Linked DNA regions of Sus scrofa: region 1 is linked to region 2. The links are chromatin contacts, called in public Hi-C maps. All regions are on one chromosome and are shown on one strand. Each heading gives the region's core, a stretch centred on a gene start, on an enhancer-like site or on the middle of the called end of the contact. The rest is flanking DNA. Distances are from core to core; before and after follow the strand shown. Region 1 holds the start of FHL1 (four and a half LIM domains 1). Region 2 has its middle 38 kb from the start of FHL1.

Region 1 (3,692 bases), core at 227-2,726, 38 kb before region 2:
CAGTCTCGGGCCTGTGGTGCCGAGCTGGTACAATGGCTCCCGGGTGGAGGAAGAGACAGCAGGCAGCTCGAGAGCCTTGGGAACAAGGAGGACAAGCGGACAGGCGGACCAAAGCAGCGCATCCCACGGCAGCACGCTTGGTTCAAACCCCGACAGAGAAATCTGACCCAGTACTGCCTTTATCTAAACAGCCCAGTACTGCCTTTATCTAAACAGCCACAGGCAACACTCAGTTCTCAAAACTGTTGTTTCCAAAAGACTGCCACTGAGAATGACATCGACCCTTCATCTGAAAGCTGAGAGATGGGCCGAAGTGCCTGGCTGCTAAGAAAGGGGACCGTTCCTTAGCAAGAGGGCCACAGAGCCACAGCGACAGTCCTGGCTTGGGAGGAGCGAGGCAGCAGGCTGAGCCCAGAGACCTGCCCGCCCTGCAGCCCTCGGGCCCCGTCCCCCGGGGGTCTGGTCCACGCCAGAGGCTTCCTCCACGTCAGGGCATCAAACGAGAGGGAGACTCTTGGGGCACCGACAGTCTAGAGGGTCCGCAGCTTTGCCCTGTTTTCTGATCAGAAGACTTGGGGGGCTACGTGTCACAGCCGAAGGCTCCCGGCTGTGTGTCCGGGAGGACCAGACACAGGGCCCTTCCGAGGAGAAGAGGGCCTTAGGGCAGCACGGACTTTGCGTTATCAGTCTTCCTTCTTGCAGCTCCATGTTCCACGGCTGACCTTTTCTAAACATTGAAATTCGGTTTAAAGCACTGTCAAGATGAAGATCTGTATCTTACAAATAACCCCCAAACTGCGAACAGTCACGACGAAAACCTCTTTCCTCACCCAATCGCTTCCAGCCTCCCAGACGTCCTGCCAAAGGGCTCTGGAGCAACGTGTTTACATGTTTTCAAGAAATAAGCTACTCGAGCTGTTGACTTTACCTGAACAAGATCTCTTTTGTCCCGGAAACAGCATTAGAGGGAGGCAAGGCCTGAGCAGAGAGGAGCTACGGCTCTGTTACTATTTAGACAGGACTGAAATCACGTCACCCAAAAATATCTCTTAAACAAAGGTCGGACGCGGGGCCCTCGGCACCCTGTGCTCCGAGAAGCCGGGGCCGCCCGGGGCCGCCGCCGCCGCCGCGTTTACCTGCATGTCTGTGGGAGGCCATGGCTCCGCCAGCGAGTCCCAAGCCGCACCTGGAGCCACTGTCCCCTGGGCCCGGCTGATAAGGCTGCGGCTCCGTTGTGAACATACATTTAAGGGGAAGCGGTGAACACGAAAATAACCGAGAGCAGATGGCCCACCCTCCCCAGAGATCGCAACCTTAATCCCACTCGAAAATTCTTAACCATTTTAGGTGATCCAAGGGAGAAGAATAGGACCCAGTAAAAATACCAAACACTACATATAAATACCTGTGGGGCTACTCAGCATCCAAATTAGCTCCAGAGCCAGAGAGGCCGCAGAGAAAGTGATCCCTGTACCGGAATAAAATTTGGACGCGGCCGTGGCATACCTCAACGCTGAGCCACCCCATTAATCTACTTTATACGCCCGATGAGCTCGCCCGCGGGCCCCGGAAGGACGCGAGTTTGTGCTGCTACTGGTCAAAGTAACTGTACGAGACAGACCGCCGGCGGCAGCGGGGGAAAGACGCACTGGACCCGAGGGCCACACAGGTCGAGGGCACGGCCCGTGTCCTCCTGGGTCTGTCCCGGAGGTTGGCAGGATCCTGAAAAGAGCACCCCTCCTGAGTGCCAGACAGGGCGGGCCCGGAGGGGCAGACACACGCACGCACCTGCTAGTACACGAGGAAGAGACCGTGTCCCACAAACGCAGCCCCTTGCTTTCCACTGTCAGGGACGATGAAAGCAGAAACGGGGACGGAAACACCGTGACCCCAACGGGCCATGCGATGGCTGGAGACGGGGCCCCAGGAGGAGCCGTGGGCGCCCCCGCCCGGGCCGTGCCCTGCGCCCTCCTCACCCGCCCCACCCCAGGGTACCCGCCCCCGGCAGCCGGGCCCTCCGCCCCGGGCCTCGCGCTGGCTCCTCTGCTTCCTCCAGGCTTGGCTTCAGGTCACTTTCTCGGGCCATCTTCCCCAGCCACCCCGCCGAACGCTGCCCCCACTGCCCCCAGCTTCCTCAGTGACTCCGTGTGGAAAAACCAAATTCCACAACTTGAAAAGGGTTTGCCAAGCCTCACATAAAAGTGAAACACAGTCCCACCCAGAACCCTACAAGTGGCTTCCGCCACTGAACATCAAGGAGTGTAGACAACCCTGACTCGGGGGCCAGGGCCATGCTTTCCTCGTCTTCTGTCCCCAGGCCTGGCCGGTGAGCCATACCCGCTTCAGCAACGGATGCCAGACTCTGAGGACGCCTGTGCCCTTCCACTGTCTCACGGGAAGTTATTCTAAAGACAGCCCGGACTGCCAGGAGCTCCCAGTTAGCAGAAGGTAACAGCACCCTCAAAGCCAGGATGCTACAGGCAGATTTATCACACAGTAGTGCCCCCAAAAAGCCCGGAGAGAGAAAGGCCTCTTTCCCAGCTGGGCTGACTGCGCGAGAGCAGGAGACTGGCCAGTATGAACAAGGCCTTGCTCCTAAAACAAATGAGACTTTGCACCCAGAGGAAAGGCTCCTATTTTATTAGATGCTTAACCCTGATAAACACTAAATTTTCCATTTAGTGAGGTAAACGCTGGGTTAGGGCCAAGGCGCTTTTAATGGCCCCCCTCGCAGGGCTGCAAACAACAAGCAGAGCGCGTGGCCTCGGGAGGTCTACTCCCAGCAAGCAGACGCGTCCCTTTAGCCAGCTGAGCACTGCGAAAGGTGACAACGGAATAGCAACGGGCTGGAGTTCCCAGGTGGCTCAATGGGTTAAGGATCCGGCATTGTCGCTGCAGCGGTTCGGGTCCCTGTTGTGACACCGGTTCAATCCCTGGCCCAGGAAATGTTTTAGCAAAAAGCCTAAGTCGATTTTGCCTAAAACCCAAGAGAAAACACAACAGACCTGCTTCCTGCCCATCAATTCATCAGTCACCTCTGACAGGCCAGTGTGAGCTGGGCCTCGGCATTTATTCGGTCGGTGACTTTCACCAACCAGGCCAACCGTGCCTTCGCAAAACTGTATGAGGTGTGGCCACGCCTGCTCTGACACCTGTCCCCACTGCCCATGTCCCCTCGTCACACAACTACACAAAAGCGAAACAGGGAAGACAGGTCCTCTGCCAGGTGAAAATCAGTTCTTCAGTAAGGAAAGCTGGCAGCTTTGCCCTGTCTTAGACCAGCGATTCGGTAACCCTGACAGTTCCTCAGCAGACGCCCAGTCACCGGTTTCATCAGCAGCTGAGCCACCTTCGTTACACATTAACAAAGGATGATGTGTGATGACATCCTTAGTAATCACTGCACTGTTTACAAAGCTCCTCATATACTCTGGGTGGCACCGGCCGAGGTTTGAGGAACAAATCTCTTTGGTGCCTGAAGGCCACGTTTCAGGCCTTCCAGCCTTTCGTGGCCCAGCGAACAGCAGGATGGTCCTTCCGTGAGTGCTGGGCGTCACAACTCCCAAGCCCCCTCGCGCACAAGACCTCCGAGGCCCACTGACCTCCGAGGGCAGCCAGGCATCCTGTCTCCAGCCACCCTGCACTTCCGCGTAACCTCCCCGTGGCTCCACCTGCAGACCGTACCCCCTATG
Region 2 (3,893 bases), core at 621-3,120:
TGAGGAATTTCTTAAATCATTTTCAGTATTTGAAATCACCATTACTTACAGGGTATTTCTTAACAAAATGTTGTTAACTCAGATGTCTAAATCTGCTACTATGGCTCATGATATAAAAATGTTTGGAATTTATGACTCATATGAGTGGGTCTGTGTGACCTCTTTAGTCTCAGAAACCTGGGCGTCACCCGTTACTTCAGTTCACCTGGTCACACGAAAGTGCAAATGATTCTCTTTTTTTTTTTGCTTTTTAGGGCCGCACCCATGGCATATGGGGGTTCCCAGGCTAGGGGTCGAATCGGAGATGCAGCTGCAGGTCTACACCACAGCCACAGCAACACCAGATCCGAGCTGCATCTGCGACCTACACCACAGCTCACGGCAACGCTGGATCCTCAACCCACTGAGTGAGGCCAGGGATGGAATCCACAACCTCATGGTTCCTAGTCGGGTTTGTTTTCCACTGCGCCACGACGGGAACTCCGAAGATGACTGATTTCGTCTACGGGCAGATGCTGGCAATCAGCTTCCCAAACAAAAATAAAGTCTAATACTAAACCTGGCAGAGATTCAATGAAAAACCAATCCTTAATGTCTTCCTACTAAATCACACATTTTCAATCTGACAGGAGCCAAGCAGCCTCATCCACACTCTAAAGCTGAAAGTGAATAACAAAACTTGTTAATCAAGTATAGAAACTTACATTTGTATCATCCTTGTCAAAACCACCCTGATGATAAAAGCTCTACATTCCCAGCTAACAGGTCCTTAGTATTGAAAAGTACATCTGAAACTTTGTGGATATTGCAATTTCTTGTGATTAGAACGTCTATGGAACATTTTACATCTTGAACATATGTAAGATCCAGAGTTTTCAGGTGAGTAAATAAAATAGAAATCTTACACAAAGTAGAGTGCCGGCAACCAAGACTTATTTTCACTGCTTTTCTTTTTTTCTAGGTTTCACTGCATTAAAAACAAAACAAACAAACCAAAAAAAAACCAGCACAGGAGTTTCCACTGTGGCTGAGGGGAAACGAATCTGATTGGCAACCATGAGGATGCAGGATCGATCCCTGGCCTCGCTCAGTGGGTTAAGGATGTGGCGTTGCCGTGAGCTGTGGTATAGGTCACAGTTATGGCTCGCATCTGGCACTGCTGTGGCTCTGGCACAGGCCAGCGGCTACAGCTCTGATTCAGCCCCCTAGCCTGGGAACCTCCACAGGCTGCGGGTGCGGCCCTAAAAAGACAAAAAATTAAAACATTAAAAAAAACAGTACATATGTATCTTCTTTTTTCTGTACATTTTACACCTATAGTAGTTCCGAAACAAAGAGCAAGCAAATATCATTGGTTTAAATACAAAGGAAAAGCCAGTTTCAGAAGAGAAATACAGAGTACTACAGGAAGCTGGGAAGAGCTGGTGGCTCACTGGCAATGCGCACATTCATTAGCAGGCAATAACGAGGAACAGGAGCAAAAGCTACTTAAGAACACACCCCTAGGCAAGGGTACAATTTTCTCATTTGTTCAGCTAGTAAGCCCTTGGCAGTGAGTATCCATTTTCATTATTTCACGTAGCTTTAGCACTGGCTGGGGCCCTGGCCACAGAGAAGAAATGATTTTGCGTTCACAGGTTTACCTGTCTATGCAACTATGTAGTCTCTGGACGTATTTTGTTTAATTTTATTCTAACGGTGACATTTCTGTATCAAGTGACACCAGATCTCACCTCACACTTCCTCTGGAGAGCAGTTTTCCTGCCCATTCCAGGCTGAAAAATGAGATCTGGCCTAGGCTGGGGTAACTGGCAGTGGCCAAAAGGGTGCCGGGCGGCGGCGGGGGGGGGAACGCAGGGCAGATGACCAGGATGATGACACTAGGACCGACGATGACTTTGAGGCCAGAAAAAGGAAAAGTGGGCAGAGTCCACTGGATAGAAAAAAAGTCACCGGGAAAGTGAAACAGACACCCAGGCAAAGGAGAGACGAAGAGAGAGTGACACGCACAGCTACAGAAAGAACCCAGAGGGGGAGCTCCCGTTGTGGCGCAGTGGTTAATGAATCCGACTAGGAACCACGAGGTTGCAGGTTCGGTCCCTGCCCTTGCTCAGTGGGTTCAGGATCCAGCGTTGCCGTGAGCTGTGGTGTAGGTTGCAGGCGCGGCTCGGATTCCACGTTGCTGTGGCTCTGGCGTAGGCCGGTGGCTACAGCTCCAATTAGACCCCTAGCCTGGGAACCTCCATGTGCCTCGGGAGCGGCCTAAAGAAATAGCAAAAAGACAAAAAGACCAAAAAAAAAAAAAAAAAAAAAAAGGAAAGAAAAGAACCCAGAGGGCCAAGAAAGAAAGGAAAGCTGAAGAACTTAGTTGTTAATAGTGCCAGATTAAAAACAACTGTTATGCGGGCACGTGCAGGGGCAGCATTTGCTACAACGGAACTGCCTACTTATGTTGGGAAGTAAATGCAATCTTTAAAATGCCTTTCCCACAACCTTGACAGACATCAGCTTTTATAAAGGAAAAATGGGAGATCCTGTTGTTGCTCAGCAGGTGACAAACCCGACTGGAATCCATGAGGGTTAAGGATCTGGCATTGCCGTGAGTTGTGGTGTAGGTCACAGACTCAGCTTTTATCTGGTTTTCATGTGGCTGCGGTGTAGGCCAGCAGCTGTAAGGCCAATTCGACCCCTAGCCTGGGAACTTCCATATGCCACAGCTGTAGCCCTAAAAAGCAAGGAAAAACAAAAGAAAAAAAAGTACTTTCATGCAGCAGTAGCTCCAATCGGAGTCTTCCAAGCTGGTGTGTATAAAGACTTAAAAAGTTGTTTTGCATTTCTGTGACTAGGCATCTTTGATATAGGCCTTGGCACCTGTACTTGCCCCACAGGCCAGAGGAAATTAAAGACTAGACAGAGTCCTCGTCATGGCTCAGCGGTATCGAATCCAACTAGTATCCATGAGGATGCGGGTTCGATCCCTGGCCTTGCTCAGTGGGTTAAGGAGCCAGCGCTGCATGAGCTGCAGTGTAGGTCACAGATGCAGCTGATCTGGCATTGCTGTGGCTGTGGCTGGCAGCTGCAGCTCCAATTCGACCCCTAGCCTGGGAAGTTCCTTCCATATGCCTCGGGTGTGGCCCTAAAAACACACGCACACACAAAAATTAAAAATAAATGAAAAGGAGTTCCCGTCGTGGCGCAGTGGTTAACGAATCCGACTAGGAACCATGAGGTTGCGGGTTCGGTCCCTGCCCTTGCTCAGTGGGTTAAGGATCCGGCGTTGCCGTGAGCTGTGGTGTAGGTTGCAGACGAGGCTCGGATCCCGCGTTGCTGTGGCTCTGGCATAGGCCGGTGGCTACAGCTCCGATTCAACCCCTAGCCTGGGAACCTCCATATGCCGCTGGAGCGGCCCAAGAAATAGCAACAACAACAACAACAAAGACAAAAAAAAAAAAAAAAAAGACAAAAAAAATTAAAAAAAAAGAAAATATAATGCTGAAGACTAGATGCTCACAAAAGGTTCCATACCACTAATGTTCAATCTCAACAAGGCAGATAACATAACAGATTCCTGTACACAACAATTTTGATCATTTTCTGAAATTAGGAAAAACCTGGCCTTTCTGGTATCCTTTACATAGTTAATATACTTTCACCATAATTAACTTATTCTTTTGAGAGAAAGACCCACAAAAAGTTATTGTCAGGAGAGCGTTTTTAACTAGGAAATAAAAACTAACCTATGTATGAAGGACCTAACACCTCAAACTAGAACTCTGATATTAACACATACATATGACCTTGGATCAGGTGCACAGCCTCTTTGAGCCTCAGTTTCCTCATCCGTAAAACAAAGTGGGGTAGGTCCTGACATCCGCTTCTGCACTGAAATTCTA

What was found. Hi-C and Micro-C count contacts between places; a contact is called where the count stands out from the background.
Region 1: a contact with region 2 is called in a Hi-C map of liver, with 4 times the contacts expected there. The contact joins the promoter of FHL1 here to the enhancer-like site in region 2. A contact is called at or near these places in 1 of 5 promoter capture datasets (liver), 7 of 47 Hi-C or Micro-C datasets (adipose tissue, alveolar macrophages, embryonic fibroblasts and 3 more) and 1 of 2 datasets of contacts at active chromatin or transcription factors (skeletal muscle).

What each region holds. Positions count from the first base shown.
Region 1 is chrX:111,354,022-111,357,713 of Sscrofa11.1, reverse strand. FHL1 (four and a half LIM domains 1) reads right to left here and starts at 1,476. Exons shown (of 6, transcript NM_214375.1): 1 at 1,137-1,476. The coding sequence starts at 1,158.
Region 2 is chrX:111,316,503-111,320,395 of Sscrofa11.1, reverse strand. It overlaps a transcript of FHL1 not described here. Among named protein-coding and RNA genes, the nearest start is that of FHL1, 38 kb to the left of the region's middle. Within about 2 kb of position 1,870, at least 5 of the 83 cell types and tissues checked have an H3K27ac peak or open chromatin away from gene starts, as enhancers often do. A contact at or near this core is called in liver, where this site is marked.